Regions from separate parts of the Mus musculus genome. Here region 1 is linked to region 2. Evidence: chromatin contacts called from public Micro-C data. All regions are on one chromosome and are shown on one strand. The core of a region is the stretch at or near the end of the contact, and the rest is flanking DNA. Distances in the headings are between cores, read along the strand shown. Region 1 holds the start of Zbtb7b (zinc finger and BTB domain containing 7B). Region 2 holds the start of Tmem79 (transmembrane protein 79).

The links. Hi-C and Micro-C count contacts between places; a contact is called where the count stands out from the background.
Region 1: a contact with region 2 is called in a Micro-C map of embryonic stem cells, with 5 times the contacts expected there. The contact joins the promoter of Zbtb7b here to the promoter of Tmem79 in region 2. A contact is called at or near these places in 2 of 39 promoter capture datasets (erythroid cells and pre-B cells) and 1 of 484 Hi-C or Micro-C datasets (embryonic stem cells).

What each region holds. Positions count from the first base shown.
Region 1 is chr3:89,392,051-89,394,976 of GRCm38.p6, reverse strand. Zbtb7b (zinc finger and BTB domain containing 7B) reads left to right here and starts at 1,599. Exons shown (of 3, transcript NM_009565.5): 1 at 1,599-1,942. Gm15417 (predicted gene 15417) reads right to left here. Exons shown (of 2, transcript NR_040403.1): 1 at 2,471-2,926.
Region 2 is chr3:88,332,933-88,335,738 of GRCm38.p6, reverse strand. Tmem79 (transmembrane protein 79) reads left to right here and starts at 1,306. Exons shown (of 4, transcript NM_024246.5): 1 at 1,306-1,357; 2 at 2,057-2,806. The coding sequence starts at 2,100.

The DNA.
Region 1 (2,926 bases), core at 350-2,849, 1.1 Mb before region 2:
GTCCCTATTGCCCCCCTAATTCTCCAGTGAGATAATGTCTGGGGTGAGGGGCTGTTTAGTTTGGCTTGAGCCCTCCGGGGCGCCTCACACTTTCCGCCCCTGGCTGAGGGGCAGAGCAGCGGCCTCGAGGCTGAGTCATGGGGGGGGGGGGGGGGGGAGAAAGAGGGAGGGAAGGGCCGACTCCACCCCTCCCCCTGCTTGGGGATCCCGGGTCAGCCCGGGTGAGGGCCAGGGCCCCCCTGGCACCGCCCATTGTGGTCCAACAGGTTGAGCTGGTGTCCTGCGGAGCCACCTGCTGGAAAGGGAAGGAGGCCCCCTGCGGAGGGAGCTGGGAAAGAGAACAAGTCCGACCCGGTTCCGCCTGGCCTGCTGCTGCGAAGCCGAACCTGGTCCTAGAGAGCGGGATTTGACTCCGTTTGAAACGAGTAGGAGGGGCCCTTTTGGGGTCTATAGCATCGCCAGCCCAGTTGTAAGCGTCCCTCAGAGACTACCATTCTTTGGGTCGGGCACTTAAATACGAATACCGGTTTTTCCCAAACCCACTTAAGCAAACATCCTAAACCACCCAGGTCTCTATCGTCACCTCGGGGTCTGAGTGAATCTGCGCCAAGATCCCTCCACTGTAGGGTCTCAGTTTCTCCACTAAAAGTACCGGCTGGTTGAAGGCAAAGCGTCGGGGCCCCAGAGGGAGCGCACCTCCCCCTTCCCCTTCCCAGACTCAGTCCCTCCCCTTTGAAAATGCCAAGGCAGCAACGGGCACTGGCTAGAGCGCAAAGGCTCCTTGCCCCGGGCACTGTTCCCTCCCCGCGGGGCGCCGTCACGCGTGGGGAGGGACACAGAGTGCCCACAGACTCGACTCCCCCGCTCCCTCGGAGGGGGATGGGCCAAGAGGCTGAAGCTCAATGTCTAGAGGTTCTCTCTCTTCCTGGGGCTCTGACCTGGTTAAAGCCCCTCGGCAGGACCCCACTCTTTCTAAATTTTAGGTCTTCATCCCCAGCAGCGTATCCGTAACCTCTCATACCATTCCCTCCCCAGGTGGTGACCCTACAGAAGCCCCTCTTGAAAGAGAGGAAGTCCCTGAGGGGGCTGCTCCATTCCCTGGCCACTGCGGACACTGTCTTCGGCCTCCCTCCCCTTCTGGTTTCTGGCCAGCCCAGGCTCCACCCCCTCCCTGGATGAACCCTAGGCGCGTCCCACATGGGATAGGCGGGTGTTCAGGCCAATGGATGGGCAGGGCGGTGGCGTGCAAGGGGTGGAGCTGGGCAGCAGCAGAGGGCTGGACGGGGGTCGGAGGCGGAGCTCCAGTTAAGGTGGACCGGAGGAGATAGTGGTAGAAAGCAGAGAGGGAGAGGGATCGCGGCAGGTGAAGGGAGTTTGAAGGAAAGAAGGGAAAGGAAAAGGGTGGGAAAGGCTCAGGGAGCGAAGCAAAATCTCGGAGAAAAGGGACGAAAAGGAGGGAGGGACCCATATGCTCCCTGCTGGAACTAGCTGTTGGAAGAGGTGGAAGTTTATGTCCTTATTGGGCGGAGGGAGGGGGTGCCTGGGGGGGGCGGATGAAAAACCAGGAAGTGACAGAGGGTGTTGCTAAGGGTGGGGGGGGAGTTTGGGGGTGGCAGGGGCGGGGGGAGGGAGGGGAGGGATGGGGGGAAAGCAAGAGAGAGGACAGGTGAGACAGCAGGACAGGTGAGGCGGGCCTTGGGGGGGGGGGCGAGTGGAAGCCAGGTGAATGTACGGCTCTCCGCGGCCAAGGGGGGGGCGGGCAACAGGAGGAGGCAAAGGGTGGCGGAGGAGGAGCCCCCCAGCAACGAGCAGCGAGCCACTGACCGCGGCCTTCTGACCAGGACCGGAGCAGAGCCCCAAGCCCCCCAGCCTGGCGGGGGACGCGCTTCTTCCTACACCCTGTGCCTCTGCAGCTCCAGCGAACGGACCCAACGGCTGAAAGGTAAGTGAACCCCACTTTTTGTCCCTTGGCTCGGGATACACTAAACTCGAGCCTACTGCAGTGTCCTTCGTGCGTCCTGTGAGACCCCTGTACACACACGTACACACACACACACCAGATTTCAACCAGTCGCATTCCCTGTAGCTTTCCTGGGTCTTTGGAATTGGTTTTAACTTGGAGGAAAGGTAGAGAACTATGGACTATTGGCCTCCCCCCAACTCTGAGCGGAGGGTCTCCAGAAACTTTCTTTGCACTTCTAATATCATACAGACTGTGAGCTACGGGATGGAGAGGGGGTGAGCTGCACTGAACTTACCCCTACCCCCAGTCGCTTTTGTGACTTTAGGGGGAGACCCCAGACCCGACCGAATGGAGGGAATGGAAACCCTGACGGACTATAACTAGGACAACGCGTGTCCCCACCCACCCACCCAGCTCCGCGCCCCCCTGGCACGGTGGGCTGGACCCAGGCCAGTGGCACGGGGGGTGGGGGGCAGCGGGAGGAACCGCGGCTTGGGGGAAAGTTACCGGCTGGACTATTCGGTTTCTTGCGCTTCCAGAGCCGCGTCGTCTCTCCAGCGGTAGTGCGGCTCAGCAGGACGACCCCTCTGCCCCTCCCGCTCCGCAATCACATTCCGGTCTCTCAAGCCTCAGGCCCACCGCCACCTTTTCAAAGTCAGCTTTTGCTCTCACAACTCCAGTGCGAGGGTGGGTGATAAGAACTCGACCTACCAGCGGTCTTGCCGCCGGCGCCGGCGCACCTGCCCTGAGCAGAGTGGGGGTCGCTGTGTGGTAGAAACCTAGTGCGCACCGCTGGCCGAGGTTGGCCATTCAGAGGGGTGGGGGGCGCTGCTTTCCATTTCCAGCTTTCTCTCCCCTCCTCCCACCCCACCCAAGTAAGAGAGCGACGTGTCCTGGCCAGAGCGGGGGGGGCGGGAGTGGGGGGGCAGCGTGGGCAGCGGGTTGTGCCCGGACACGTGCCTG
Region 2 (2,806 bases), core at 57-2,556:
TGACTACCCACATGGCAGCTCACAACCATCTGAAACTCCAGCTCCAGGGGGTCCGAAACCCTCATACAGACATGTTTAGAGGCAAAACGCCAAAGTGCATAAAATAATAAAACGAATGGGCCAGCTATCATTGAATCAGACATCGTTGCAGAAGAGGGGCAGCGAAAAGATTTTAAGATCCGGAGGTTGTGGAGATCGGCATGCACAAGGTCAAGTCAGCTGCCAAAATCCCAGCGCGCCTGAGGGGTGGCTCCTGAAGTTGCTTGTTTTTTAAAGGAATTCTTCCCGAGAGAGTTATTTATTTATATTTTGTGGGTGCATGCATACAACATACACGTGGCCAGAGAACTTGGGAGAGTCAGTTTTCTTTTAAAAGTGTGGTTCTCTGGGGAATCAGACTCAGGTAGTCAGGCTTGGTGAGCCATCTTGTCAGCCCTATTGTTTTCCTAACTATAAGGCGGATCTTTGGGGTTCTCTCTCTCTCTCTCTCTCCACATTATAATGGCAATGTATATACCACTATGCTCCTGGCTCCAGCCACCAAGTCTCCTTTCTATTCCTCAAACTGCCTCAAGTCTTTTTCCATCTGTTGGCTGCGCTGTTCCTCTACAGGGAACTTCCACTGGGTTTCAGCTTCAGTCACCCTAAAGAGGCTCTCACTACTGAAATTCTACTACTGATTTGGTGTGAACTTTAATGTTGGTTACCTGAACAGCTAGAAACCTTGTCACTTTGTTCTTTTCTGTACATGTGCCTAGACTAGCACTTTTTTTGTTTGTTGGAGTGTGTGTGTGTGTGTGTGTGTGTGTGTGTGTGTGAGAGAGAGAGAGAGAGAGAGAGAGAGAGTCTCTACATAACTCTGGCTGCTGGACCAGCCTGGCTTCAGACTCAGAAATCTGCCTGCCTCTGCCTCATGTGCTGGGATTAAAGGCTTGTACCACCACAGAAATAGCGCCTCATTAATAATAGATACCCAATAAACATTTACTGGATGAACAAACTTGCAGTGTCATCTTTTAGCCAATTTACTCTGAGCACCCTTTGATACACAAACCCACTTTTATACCCTGATGCTTCCCTGAGCTGGAAGCTCTTACAGATCCCAGAATACATTAAGTCCACACCTCTGTGCCCAGCTGCACCCTTACTTTCAAAAAGGATGACGTCCTCCTGTAGAGTCCTTCCAGTAGGCAGATTCTGTAGGGCAGGGCCTGCGCCTTTAATCTGGGCCCCACCCGCTCTGGTCAGACAGGTTTGGAGACACAGGCAAGGGAGGGAAACTGGGAAATACTTGCAGAGCCAGCCAGGAGCTAGGCAGCTCCTTTCCGGAGATCCTCCGCCTCTTTGCAGATGGAAAGTAAGAGGGTATCATGGATCCAAAGGGCAGGGGTAGGAGGGGCCCAAGAGGTGAACGAAGGGAGCCCAATCCAGAAGCTGTGAGCTGGAGGGTGGCAGGGGAGGAAACAAGAGGAAGGCTTGGGAACGGCCACACTAGAGCTGGGAGTCTGAGTGGAGCCCAGCCCAGCTGAATCGGGTGAGACTGGCAATGGGAGAGTTCAGAAAATGACCGACTCCTGGAATGGAGACTGAGGAACCGAGATCTGGTGTCGAGTTCCTGGAGGGACCTGCAGGTCAAAGGGCAGGTGGAAGGAAGGGGGAAGGGCCAATTTCTCTATCTATAGGGTGACCCTTGGCTGTAGAGAAACTCCGCCTAGTCCTAGACACCTCAGCCTCCCATTCCAAAGCCAGGGTGGCCAAAAATCCGGGAGTTTTAGTGGAGAGAGTAGAAGGCAGGTGTGGGTATAGACAGGCCACACCTGCCTCTGCTTGTGCCCCCTGACTCACCCTTGTCCTGCTGGATGACATTTATTTTGAAAGGGATCCTCCATTTCGCTCCTCTGCTGCCCGCCCGCCTCTCTGTTTCAACACCTTCCTCCCCACAGTGTTCTCCCTAGAGTCCCATGAGGCCAGCTTCTCTGGGGAGTTCTAGGTCTGAGAAACTGTCCTGGGGCCAGAAGACTAGGTATTCTCACAGAACTTCTCCCACTGCCTATAGGATGACATCGTTCTGTGGTAGCCCTCGGAACTGAAGCCTCACAATGACAGAACCGGAGACACTGGCCCTGCTGGACATGAAGGAACCCGAGACTCCAGAGAAGAGCCCACCGCAGGCTTTAGTCCTGCAGTCAGAGGAAGAAGGTGGGACTGAGTCCCCTGGAACTGAGTCGCTCAGAGTGGGGTCTTCAGTAGGGTCTCCTATAGTCAGAGAGGGGCCTGAGGATGGTCCAGACAGCACAATAAGTGAGGCTGCCACTTTACCCTGGGGAACTGACCCCCATCCTAGCGCCCCACTTCCGGATCCCCCGGGCTGGCGAGATATTGAACCAGAGCCCCTAGAGTCAGAGGCACCTACTAAGTCGGAGGAGCCATTCAAAGAGGATGCCAACCTGCTCCCCGAGAAGACAGTTAGGGCCTTCGTGCCCATTGATCTACAGTGCATCGAGCGGAAGCCACAGGAGGAGCGCATCCTGCATCGCGACGCTGGACCAGGCGAGCTCAGGAATTTCCTGCCAGCTCGACTCAGCCACCCTGAGCCCCCAGAGCGCAAGTGGGCTGAGGCCGTGGTGAGACCCCCTGGCCGGTCCTGCGGGGGCTGTGGAAGCTGTGGAGGTCGTGAGGCACTGAGAGCTGTCGCCTCGGTGGTGGCGGCCCTCATCTTCTTCCCCTGTCTGCTGTACGGAGCATACGCCTTCCTGCCTTTCGATGCCCCGAGGCTGCCCACCATGAGCTCCCGCTTGGTTTACAC